2 separate regions of the Mus musculus genome follow, and region 2 is linked to region 1. The links are chromatin contacts, called in public Hi-C maps. All regions are on one chromosome and are shown on one strand. Each heading gives the region's core, a stretch centred on a gene start, on an enhancer-like site or on the middle of the called end of the contact. The rest is flanking DNA. Distances are from core to core; before and after follow the strand shown.

Region 1 (6,156 bases), core at 2,461-4,960:
ATCAGTGATGACTGGGGCTACATCTAAATCCAAACCTCATGTCCATACTCCAAATTCAGGGTGTCACTCAACTTATCTTCCCCACGTGGCCACCAGGAGTAAATCTCCTCTCTCTGCTTGTCACTAGTATTTGTTTCATTGTCTGTTGGTGACAAATGGCCAAGCCTATCTCTTAGGGGACCAGGATGAAAGATCTGGCCCTAAGAACTCTGGTGACATTGACTCTTGTATCCAGTGCCTATTCATTTTTGAGGCCCGCCCAGCACCATCTCCCTGTGAGTTTCAATCACTTATATCTCATACCAAGCATGCAGGCCTCACATTTGGGTTCTTTTGCTCCATCCCCCCAGGTGCTCATCTCTGTTATTTTCTTGGCTAAAGACCCCACATCTACTTTTAGAAAACTCATACTTCCAAGTCCAGTCACCAGGGAAGCCACCCATGCTCATGTCGGCCCTTAGGAGCTCCTCTAGTTCACAAATGCTATGATGCTCTTTAGCTTGTACCTCTTGTTTGACATGCACTAGATGCAACTCTGGATGTCTGAGTGTCCCTACATTTACAGGCTATTGAGTTAGGACATGGATAACCAGGGCTAGCCAACAGGCTTGTTTCTGGAAACACAAGTTAGGGAATCCCAGGCATAGATATGCCAGGCATGACATCCTAGGACTGGGATGGTGCTAGTGTTCAGGAGCCTTGCAGAGAGCAATAAAAGAGGTCGGCCAACACTGTAAGACAAGAAAGGGACAATACTGAGTGAGGGGTCTGGGTGAAAATGGATGGTCAAAGCCCTGGTTTAGGTTAGAGGGCTGGAGTTTATTTTTGAGAATGGGAGACCATGTTGAACTTTAAAAATATGCTCACAACACTTTCAAAAAGCCAGAGGGCGAGTTGGGGAGATGTTTGATGTTTTTCTGAATATTCATGGAAATTAAACAAAACTGGAAAGGGTCTTAAGCTCTTTCTACCATCTTAAATATACATATTTAAGTTGTGACTCTCTAAGATAGGGGTATAGAGGTCAACTGTATCCATTTTGGGCTGATACTTCTGTGCAAAAGCCTCTCATTCCATGCCCTTTGGAACATGTTTAATAAATGTTATTTACATTTAGTCTGATCCACGTTTAATTGTGTGTTAAAAAATAGGGAAAGATTGGAGAATTTTAGAGATATATGTTTATTTTGCCAAACTTTACTGTGTTAAAAGCTAGCATTTTGGGGCAATTTTTGAACAAAAGAATGAGACCAGCCCAGATTAGAAGTAGCCAAAATAACCAGACTTCTTTGAGGTATATATACATTACAAAGTTGGAATCCCACCAAGTGGTGTTTTTCAAATTGCTTTTATTTTTTTTTTCAAATTTCATTATCTTCCAGAAATTAAAACACTGAATAGATATTGAAGAAGAAACCAATTCTTACTTATTTTCTTCCACATTGTTCAGATTTTCAATTATAAGAAAAGCCCTGCTTCCACACTGGGGCTAACCTCAAGGGTTCTTTGGTTCATTTTGGGGACAGTTCTTTTGGAAAAGCCCACATCTAGTTTCTTCTTGCTTTAATTCTCTTCTACACTGCAAAGCGAGAAGAGCCTGCCCACTTGTGTCATCACAGAAATGGTGACTGAAGTCAGGTAGACATATTTGAAACGGGGGTATTTTAACATAGAATGTGATCCATGCAAGATAATACCATTCAACATGAAAGAGAAATTCTCTAAGGGTTGCCTGTCAATCTATTATCTCTGCCCCCATCCTCTCCTACAATAGGAGAGGTGACATCATGTTGAGCTAGTCTTTATTTGGGGACACCATTGTAAGCTAAATTCCAGCCTAACCTTTTAATGGCTTCTCCATGACAGATTCTGACACCACAAATGGATCCCGTTGTCACAACTGATATGTTGTCGTTTGATCCTGACAGGAGCTGCTCAGCTCGCTGCTCCGTTTTTTCCACCAGAGCCATGGAGCCAGCTGCTGACACTCTTCAGGCCCTGTCCCACAGACATCTCTCAAACACAGGATCCCACTACTGTGACAGTCAAAGGATCCTTTAGTTCTTTGGTCTATGCTGAACTCAAAATAACCACAAAGACTAGTTCCGACTTAGTGATTTTATTTTTCTGATCCAGCTAGCCAGTGCTACACATTGAATCAGCGAAGAATTAAGAGTCTGGAACCCATACAGGTTTTATTTATGAAGGAAAACAGTCTGGTTAGTTAAGGCCTTGAATAAATACAGGGATACTTTTACAAGTCCACGACACTGCTGTGTAACCATTATGATGAAGGGACTGGGTAACTGCCCCACCCCTAGCACGATCAAACAGAATTCCACCAGAGTCTCAGGTAGGCCTTTCTGCTTTCTTTACAAAGTGTTAAGATGAAGCTTAACATGTAGAAGAGCTGGACTCAGGCTGTCCAGGAAATAATCCATGCCCAAAGAACCCACTGGCCCCCGAGGCTTACCAGAGTCCAGACAAGGGCTGCTGTAGTCACTGTAGGGTGGCCCTCAGAACAGACTTTGTTTAACCAGCTGCCCAAGTTCCATGAAAGACCTTTGTTTAACGAGTAAATGTATTCTGGACAGAAAAGCAGGAACAAAACACACATTGGGGTCTATCCCCATGGAAGAATGCTTTCCTGGTGTGCACAAAACCCTGGGTTGCAACCCAAACAGGACCAACAAATTCCCTAAATAAACAACAATAATGCTTCCCGAGTCATATCAGACTGGGAAGATAAAATGAAGCACGTTGGAGAGGTTTGACATTGAAGGTTGGGAAACAGCAGAATTACTGCTCTGCCAATAATAGCAGCTTTTATATTTCTCTAGGCACACATGAGAACAAACACACACACACACACACACACCACGGGGGTGGGGTGGGGGAGAGAGAGGTTATGATTTAAATTTGAATTTCTCTTGCCTTCTCATTGACCTTGAAAACCCAAGTAGCTCAAATTACACATGTTTGAACTGAGAATCGTAGACACTAACGTTTCAAACATAGTACTGGTGTTGAGGGTACAGTGAGGGTTACGGCTGAAGCTTAGGTTAGCGTTGAGTTCACAGTGACAGCTCAGTCCCAGTCCAGGGATGTAAGAGAATGCACCTGTTCAGATGGTGTGACACAAACCACGGCAGCTCAACCTCTGAGAAGAGAAGGAGAGTTCATTTACTTTGGGGAAGTAGACAAGACATTAGGTTTAAAATGGAGTCTCATGTACACAGAGGTCAGTCCAGAAAGATGACCAGGTCTCTCCTTAGGGACAAATCCCACCCATTTCTGTAGGGTGCCCTGCTACCTTCTTGTATCGCTGTTTGGAATCACCCAATGGCACTAGTCCCAACATAAAGGGACAAGGAAGGAAGAGCAGGCTTATGAAAACTCTCAGGTCCTCTTCTCAAGGTGTCCTGACCACAGCTGGAAGCGCCTTCCGTGTTTGTCTGCACAGTCCCTACAGAGGTCAGAGCACACTGGGTAATGTGCTGTGTGCTTTTCAAGTCAAAAAAGCTATGGACATAAAAGCACCTGCCCTTCGGGGGTCCGAGCTATAGTTATTTCTGTACAACAATACACAAAGCCAACAGCAACAGGATCTGAGGTGGCTGGTGACCTGGTGGCACAGCTGACAGGCGCGTCATGCCTGTCCTTCAGAGGACCTCACTAAAGTCACTGCTGTGGCTTCCTCAGCATGGACATATTTGGTCTAGGGAATGCAAGGAATTTGCTGGCTGAGCAAGTTCATCCATTCTGCTTTGTAAGGCTCCTCTCCATAACTGTTTCTAAAAAAAGAAAGAAAAAAAATCCCCCAGCGGGCTCTGTCGCCAGAGTAGCACCCTGGTCAAGGGGACAGTTTAAGTTTGAAAGAAATTTCTCAACATGCACTGTACCTACTCCCCAACACTGAATCTGGTTCTTGCTTTGTTCATTACCACTCCCTAGAATTACTGTCTGTCTGTCTGTCCTGAAGACAGATAAATGGATGACAGAGGAAGCAGAATTATAGGTTGAATATAGAAATTATTCTGGGTTTACTGGTGTTTAAACAGAGTCACAGAAACTGATCATGGCCATGTTAAAGCAATGGGTGGCAGACCAGGACCTGATAGGCAACGGTCATAGTGCCTTAAGGTTGTGGAATATTTGTAGTAGGCTTCGTCCCCTAGACACTATGTAACTGACACTTGCTACGTACTATACTCAATTTGATAAAGTATCACTAGGCAATAAGTATTTGAATTAAAAAATACATAAATCAAGGCCAGGCTAGTGACATAGTTTAAAAAAAAATCACATTATTACAACTAATGTGAAATTTTCTATTTGGAAACAACCCTCAACAGTGTATCTTAAACATTCTTAAGAAGTAAAAATTGACCAACAATGGCATGCAGAAACCATGCTTTTTCTCACGTTTAATTTACTTACGTATGTGTTAAACAAAAAATTAGCCGTGTCTTAAGGGAATAAGCCCAAAAGGACAAACTAAATTAATCTGGATGCCCAAGTAGAAAAAGGTGGAACAACTCTGCCATCTAGTGGCAAAATATGGCCTGGCAACTAAACCAGCCAACCCAATTCCCTTCTATAAATTCTCCTCAGGACTATGAGCCCAAGACTGGCTCTGGTAACAAAAAAATAACGAAAACTTCAGTGCACGTAGACAGTCCTAAGAGGTAGAGATGTTTCTCAAGTGTTTCTGGAGGTAGATCCAACTTCCGTCTGAGAGATCCACCATGGGGTTTGATTTCCTTCATTGTTCCTAAAAACACAGACCTTGTTCATCCCTAACTTAGGCGTGCGTGCCCATTCAGTGACAGTGAGTCTGAGCTGGTCTCTCCTGCCTGAGCAGGACTTGTCCTCCACTAGGTGGCTTGGAAGAGGACTCAAGTGTCTTTTTTTCTGGGTTTTCTTTGTCTCTGATCTTGTCTGAAATTTAGGGTCTTCTCACAATGCTCAGCGGATATAAAATATTTAAGGATACTTACCCGTTTCAAAAACATTTCAAAATATTACTCTGAGCCCAAGAAAGATGATACAAAGTAATAAACTTTGTGTGCATTTGTGCAAGATGTACCTTCCGTCTCGAGTTCTTGTTTGGTTGGATTGGGTTCACAGTCTCTGTGGAAAGGTATTCTTTTTTTTGGGGGGAGGGGGGTTTCGAGACAGGGTTTCTCTGTATAGCCCTGGCTGTCTTGAAACTCACTTTGTAGACCAGGCTGGCCTTGAACTCAGAAATCCGCCTGCCTCTGCCTCCCGAGTGCTGGGATTAAAGGCGTGCGCCACCACGCCCGGCTGGAAAGTTATTCTTATGGCAGAATGAGAACGTCTTCTGTTCCAAAAGAAAAGGAAAGTAGACTTCAGTTTAGTAAGAATTAGATAAACACCAGTACATGTGAAAATTGTCTGCATCCTTAACATGCAGTTAGGCTACTTTTTGTCCCAGTGACATTCATAGGGAGTGGCTCTCTGCTCCCTCCTCAAGAGGATGGTTAGCCTGGCATCTCCCTCAGCAATCTTTTAAGAACTCTGACTACATATTGACTCCCAGGTTCCATATTGCCATGTTATGTGTGTATCAAGGCCGATGACTGATGCCTTCCCATCACTCTCCATTTATATCTGAACTTTCTCCACCATATGGGTACTGGAGACTGAACTTAGGTCATCAGATTCTGTGGCAAGTGCCTTCATTCACTACCCATCTCGCTAAGGATACCTTATTTTTAGAGACGGTCTCTACTGGACCTAGAACTTATCAATCAGGACTGGCTAAGGAGCAAACACAGGGTGCCTTTTGTCTCTGTGACCTTACATTTGATGTTTTACATGAGTGCTGGAGCTCTGGATGCAACCAGCATTACTGACTGAGCCACCACCCCAGTCCTGTGACTTCATTTTTAGAATAGTGACTTGTAGAAATAAATGCGTATGTGGCCCAGGGTTGGTTTAGGACAAGATTGGTTACCAGCAAATATAACAGTTAACTAAACTGTCTTTCAACCTGCTGCTTAACCTTTTCAACACTTTCAAAGTCCACAGGTGAAACTGGCCCAGACAAAACTGACAGAAGATCCAGAAAGGCCATGACGTTTTATTTTCTATGGCTTTTGTGGAACCAGGGTCTGGGCCCAGGATCTTACA
Region 2 (6,156 bases), core at 1,409-3,908, 160 kb before region 1:
TCTCCCACCCATTAGCTCTGTCGGAGTTGTTTGGGCTCAGTGTCAGTGTGTGAATCCTAAGGAATAAACTAGATCCATCCTGGACATGTCAGCCACTGATGGCTGACCTTGGTTTCCAGGCCTTGTAACCCCTGTGTCTCCCTCCTGATTCCTCATCCTCCACCTGCACTCTTCCCACACAGTAACTCACAGCCTAGACATGTCTCCATGTCTCTGTGTTTTCAAACTTTTAGGGACATCTCCTATGAATATGAGTGAGTCTTCAAGCCATTTCTCAGGGCTAACACAAATATCCATTAAATTAATGCACTATTTAAGAAGGCCTCAGACCTTTCACATTCCAGTGAATGTTGTTCTCAGGATAAGAATAGCCAATATAACTATACATAGGTTCCTCGTTCATAGGCAATATGTTGTAGCTCAAAACAAAAGACAAAAATCAATAGCTATGCTATTCATTTTTTTAAAAATCAAATTTGTGTGCTTAGCACTTTTTTTTTGTCTTCATGGGATAGCATGAGAAGCATGAAGTAAAGCTGATGAATATTTATTTATTTATTTATTTCGGTTTTTTGAGACAGGGTTTCTCTGTATAGTCCTGGCTGTCCTGGAACTCACTTTGGAGACCAGGCTGGCCTCGAACTCAGAAATCTGCCTGCCTCTGCCTCCCGAGTGCTGGGATACAGACTTTGTAGCCAGGCGTGGTGGCGCACACCTTTAATCCCAGCACTTTGGAGGCAGAGGCAGGTGGATTTTTGAGTTCGAGGCCAGCCTGGTCTCCAAAGTGAGTTCCAGGACAGCCAGGGCTACACAGAGAAATCCTGTCTTGAAAAACCAAAAAAAAAAAAAAAATAAATAAAAAAAAAAAAGAAAGGAAGAAAGAAAGAAAGAAAGAAAGAAAGAAAGAAAGAAAGAAAGAAAGAAGGAATAAATACAGACATCATGCTTAGCAACTCCATACCTTTTAGATCATAAACGAAATGATGAACAAGACATTTGATTTTTCAATGTAAGGAGGGACTGAAGAATCCCTGAGGTGAGCTGCTTTTTTAAGAAGAGGTTTGTTTAACACACAGTTTGGGAGACTGGACATCCAAACAGCATAGCAGAGACTCTGGGTGAAGCTTCATGGAACACGATGAATGTGTGTGCAGAAGGAGATGACATCATCCACCGGAAGCTACAGAGAGAGTCAGCAGTCAGCCTAGGCTTTTATAGCCACTTGCTCTGGAGAGATCTACCTTAATTCTCCCAAAGGCAGAACTGCCAATAACACAGGAACCTCTGCCTTCTAGGCCCCACCTCTTAAAAGTCCCTCCACTTCCCACCCCTACATCCGTGGGACCAAATGTCCACCATACGAAACCTTGAGGGGCACATTCAAATAATAAATATCTGACTCTTAACAATCACCAAAGACCTTTGACCATGTGAAGTAGTCCTCCCAAGGAAGGCTTCCAGGAAGTGGGGTATAGACATCTTGATGGGGGGAGGGGCATCATTCTGTTGCTATGGTTTATGATGGCAACACTCTTACTGTATATACTTTCTCCCGTTTGCAGAGCTCCTAAACCCTGAAGACAATAAGGGATTCTGTCCATTCAGCTAGACAAAGGTAGCGATGTTATTGAAGCTTGCGGCTAGCAAACTGTGGTCCAGTACTGTCTTTAAACCCTCATGGACCACCCATGTAAAGAAGATAAGGTACTATGTAATTTGGCAATGACGCCATGACACAGGTGAGACAGTGGTGACAGAGAAAAGGAACCTGGCCTGGGAAGGAGAAAGTTGGATCTTGAGAACCACAATCTCACATGTTGATAATGTCACTTCCTAATTTTTCTTTTTGCTTTTTCCAGAAGCTTCTACTTGCCTTCTTTCCTTCTCCCCCCACCCCCCCCACCAGCCCCTGCTCACTAGAGGGAACTGTGGTTTGTTAACAATAGAAACCTTTCATAGCATCCCACTAGTGTCTTAAGAGGTGGCCTCATCCATCCTACTTTACCTCCCCTGTGCGCAGGTGCCTCTGAACCTTCTCTTCTAAAAGGGCACTGATCAGATTGATTTAACAGCGTCCTGAGACCCCAAGAAAAACACCAAGTGGATACTATTTGATCTGGCAGGAACAGGGGGATCAAATAAAGGAGTGGGAGGCTGGCATTGCTCAGTAGATCTCTATTCTAGAACGTGGAATGCTTGAAGTTGGAGTTGGGGCTGAGAGACATAGGTAGTAAGTGCTGAACAGCTTTAATGCTAAGAACTCGTATTCTTGGTGTTGATCATTGGTTGGCTATCTTGTAGTCAAAGGAGATGGATAACCGGTTTTGAGCTTAGAGTTTTTTGTGTCCATGAGTATCAGTAATTAGATTTTTAAAAAATTAAATGGGGTTACTTAGGAGCTCTTGTTAGCATAGGCAGTTAGCTGCAGTAGGGAAATCTCACCAGACCAGGTAGACAACTCAGAAACCCACAAATCTCTTTCCTAGTGGGAATTCCGGGAAGAGACACTACATTATTTTTATCTCATGTTAAATCCAGGGAAAAGAACAAGAGATTAAAAATCTATTTGTATGACATTCTTAAAATAGCAGTCTTGACTCTATTCTTACACAAACATGACGCTTGTGACCACTTGCTTATATTCAGCTGGTGACCTCACAGCTGCTTGCCACTACCAAGTAGTAATGATTCATCATGCCTCGCCCTGCTGCTCCCCAAAGACACAAATGTGGGCGTAGAATCAGAACTAAAATGCTTCCAACTCTCCGTGCTGAACACCTTGCAGGGGAACAGAAGAGGAAGGAAGCCGAAGCTGAACTGTGACAAGCTAGGTCCAGCTCGTGACCCTGAAACTGTAAAAATACATTTTCTCCGACATCTTTATCCTTAATACAGTTTTTCCTCCAGGCACATCAATTACTAGACAGAAGGGCTTGTTTCCCTGCCCTGCACAATCTTTATGTGCAAACATGTAACACCTACTGTGTGCACGGTTTTCCTTTATTCCTTCTCTGGCTCTCAGTTAAGCTATTTTCAGATACTTACAGATTTGCATACAAGTGCAAGAAATAAATCCTCAGTGTGCTTTGACCAGTTCCATCAGGGGTATTGTTTTCTTTCTCTCTCTCTCTCTCTCTCTCTCTCTCTCTCTCTGTGTGTGTGTGTGTGTGTGTGTGTGTGTGTGTTTTCTCTCTCTGTGTTCTCTCTGTGTGTGTGTGTGTTTTCTCTCTCTGTGTTCTCTCTCTCTCTGTGTGTATGTTCTCTCTGTGTTCTCTCTCTCTCTGTGTTCTCTCTCTGTGTGTTCTCTCTCTCTCTGTGTGTGTGTTCTCTCTCTCTGTGTTCTCTCTCTCTCTGTGTTCTCTCTCTGTGTGTTCTCTCTCTCTCTGTCTGTGTCTGTGTGTGTGTGTGTGTGTGTGTGTGTGCGCGCGCGCGCGCGTCTCTTTTCTCCCTGTCTCTCTCTGTTTCTCTCTGTGTGTGTTGCTGTGAATTCTGTGGATACATGTGCTGTGATCTACCTGCAAAGCTCAGAAATCTTCGGTATCAGTTCTCAGCATCGTCTATAGGCTCCTGTTCAGCTTGTTGGTGCTGAAGATAGGGTTCTCCTCCCTCTGCCTCCCATCTTCTCCTGAAAATGCTAGGATCACAGATGTGCTCTACCCCTGCCAAGCTTGTACAAGTGTTCTGGAGACTCAAGCGCAGGTCCTCACTCTCTAGCAGTAGTAACTTCTCCACCAAGTCATCTCTCCAGTCACCCCTCTGCCGCTATGCATTTTTAATGTGTCACCTATTGAAGGATATGAAGTATCTTTGAGTCATAAGCTCAGGGACAACCATTTCACATCACCTCTGATTCCAGTCCGTTGTAGCATGAAATTCTAAAAACGTTTTCTGGCCATTTTCAACTCTTGATTAGCATCCTAGTCCATTTGCCCGTGTTATGACCGAATACTGGAGATGAAACAATTTATAAAGAAAAGGGATTTATTCAGCTCAACAGTCTTAGTGACGGGGAAGCTCAAGATGAAGTGGCTGTACCTGGTGAAGGCTTCACACTGTAGTATGCGGGTGGCATCAGATGCTAGATCTGCATGAGAACTTGTCAACCCAGCATATGGAAGGGGGCAGGGAAGGAGACCCCTTTGTATAAATGTGTGATGATTCCATTGTTACAAAGGGCAGACTAATGTCCTCTTGAAAGATCCAGTCCAGTTCCTTCAGAAAGGCTCAAATCCTTCTCAAAGGCCCCAACACTGCAACAAAGTTTCAGCGGGAATTTTGGCAAGAGGGGGCCATATTGAAAGCACAGCCACTGTGTTTACATTGTGAGCAGAAAAACAGTGCTGGAGATACAATTTCTCCTGTGACTCCAGAGAGAGGGGGAGGGGGGGGCGTTTGTAAAGGCAGTAGATGGACAGGTAAAGGCAGTAGATGGACACTCCTGTGGACACATGGTGGGGAAGAGCCCCAAGCTGCTGCAAATGTTTAGGAAGCCCCAGCACAGAGAAGCACAGCTATTAACCCTGCCCCTAATTTGGACAGGATGGCAGGCCTAATTACAGGGGTGTGGTTGAGCGGGTTGAGCAAGTGTTGCTTAGAAACACCATCGAAGTTCTTGCTTTCTTCTGGACTTCCTAACCTAAGGTGGGTCCCTCTGTCCTCCCAACATTCACCAGAGTGACCCTGAGAAGGCAGATGAACACTTAAAAGCCCAGCAGGGAAACCAGAAACAAATCTTGGCTTTGGCAACAGTTACTTGCTGGACAAGAACTTCGCCATACTTGCAAACAGAAGGGCATCTAATAATGACCTGCCTCGGGATTGCTATCCACTGCAGGCTTTTTGTTAACTAGAATCCACCAGACTCTCACTAGGCCTGCTTTCTTCATTTCTGGAGAACCTGGATGACCTCAGCTTGCCTGGTTTTGTTGGATTTTGGGGGAGTTTTTGTTTGTTTGTTTTTTCTTCTTTCTTTTAATCCCAATTCAGAGACATTCCAATTTGTGCTGGACTGGCCTGCTTTCAAAGTTCCATTTATTCTTGGTGCTTTATCAATAGACTGTTCTCATACAGGTCACAGATTTTTAAAAATGCATCTCGATTTCTAAATCAAAGTCAAAGGTATTCATACGTCATAAAAAACACGTAGATGTCTTCTGAGAAGCTGCAGGGATTTAGGTAATTGAAATCATCCAGTGTGCTTGAGGGCTTGCTAGTGGGCCCCACCCCCCTCCTGTGTGAATCAGCCAGCCCTCACTTCCATGGCAACCGGCAACCGAGTATAATACCCCAAAAGGAAGCATGACTTCGCTGAGGCAGACACTCAAAACAGCAGATCCTGGACTTCTCTGAAATACCAAGAGACAAAAATAAAAACCTAAGTAGGTAGGAGAGACCAAAAGCCCCTGGATTCTGGAACTGAATGAAAGTGTCCTTGATCGCTTGATCGGTCGCCTGGTGTGTGGCCTGGGTAGACTCCCCAGGCAGATTTAAATGGACGCCCAACCCCCTTCCTGATAGGCAGCCAGATTATTCTCAGTGCCCAATAACCCCACAGGCAGCCACTGGGGGTGGGGATAGGGTGGGAGGGGGGGTGACTAATGCAGAGACCCAGCCTTCAACGCTGCTGCCAGCCAGCCCTTTCCCCATTCCCCATAGCGCTCATTCCCTTGCCTCTTCACCTCCTCTGCCCATCACACACCACTTTTGTGCTACTTTCTCCTCTCCCCCGGGGTGGATTACCAGCCAGTAGAATAATCCTTGTGAGCATTACCCAGTAGCCTCCTGGATGGTCTAGTAAAAATGCCAGAGGCTTCCCACGCCTGCATGGATTCTCAGCTCTTCATGCTTTGTGACCTGGCTTTTCCAACTTCCAACTCTTCCTTTCCATCAGGTCTCCCAATCCATGACTTAAAGATCGCGAGTGTGTGCAAAGGGCCTTGTTTTGCCATCCCTGCCCGAATCTCACCAACTCTGTTGAAATCACTGTTCACTGGTGCTGTGGTTTGAATGTTCCCTCACTAAGTCCAGTGTTGGAAACAGTCTCCAGTCCTGCAGAATTGAGAGGTAGAACCTTAAGTGGTGATTATTAGGTCATGAGGGTGCCCCTCTTTATGAAAACATCAATTGGACTTAGTAAGAGCACAGTTAAGTGAGCTG

Evidence for each region. A called contact is a pair of places that touch in the nucleus more often than the background predicts.
Region 2: a contact with region 1 is called in a Hi-C map of myocytes, with 3 times the contacts expected there. The contact joins two enhancer-like sites. A contact is called at or near these places in 2 of 39 promoter capture datasets (cranial neural crest and embryonic stem cells), 3 of 484 Hi-C or Micro-C datasets (3T3-L1-derived adipocytes, myocytes and tail fibroblasts) and 1 of 115 datasets of contacts at active chromatin or transcription factors (astrocytes).

The regions. Positions count from the first base shown.
Region 1 is chr13:41,641,470-41,647,625 of GRCm38.p6, reverse strand. No RefSeq gene overlaps it. Among named protein-coding and RNA genes, the nearest start is that of Gm5082, 4.3 kb to the left of the region's middle. RefSeq lists an enhancer at 2,943-4,414. Within about 2 kb of position 3,710, at least 64 of the 459 cell types and tissues checked have an H3K27ac peak or open chromatin away from gene starts, as enhancers often do. A contact at or near this core is called in myocytes, where this site is marked.
Region 2 is chr13:41,800,658-41,806,813 of GRCm38.p6, reverse strand. All of the region lies in intron 4 of Adtrp (androgen dependent TFPI regulating protein), which reads left to right. Among named protein-coding and RNA genes, the nearest start is that of Adtrp, 44 kb to the left of the region's middle. Within about 2 kb of position 2,658, at least 56 of the 459 cell types and tissues checked have an H3K27ac peak or open chromatin away from gene starts, as enhancers often do. A contact at or near this core is called in myocytes, where this site is marked.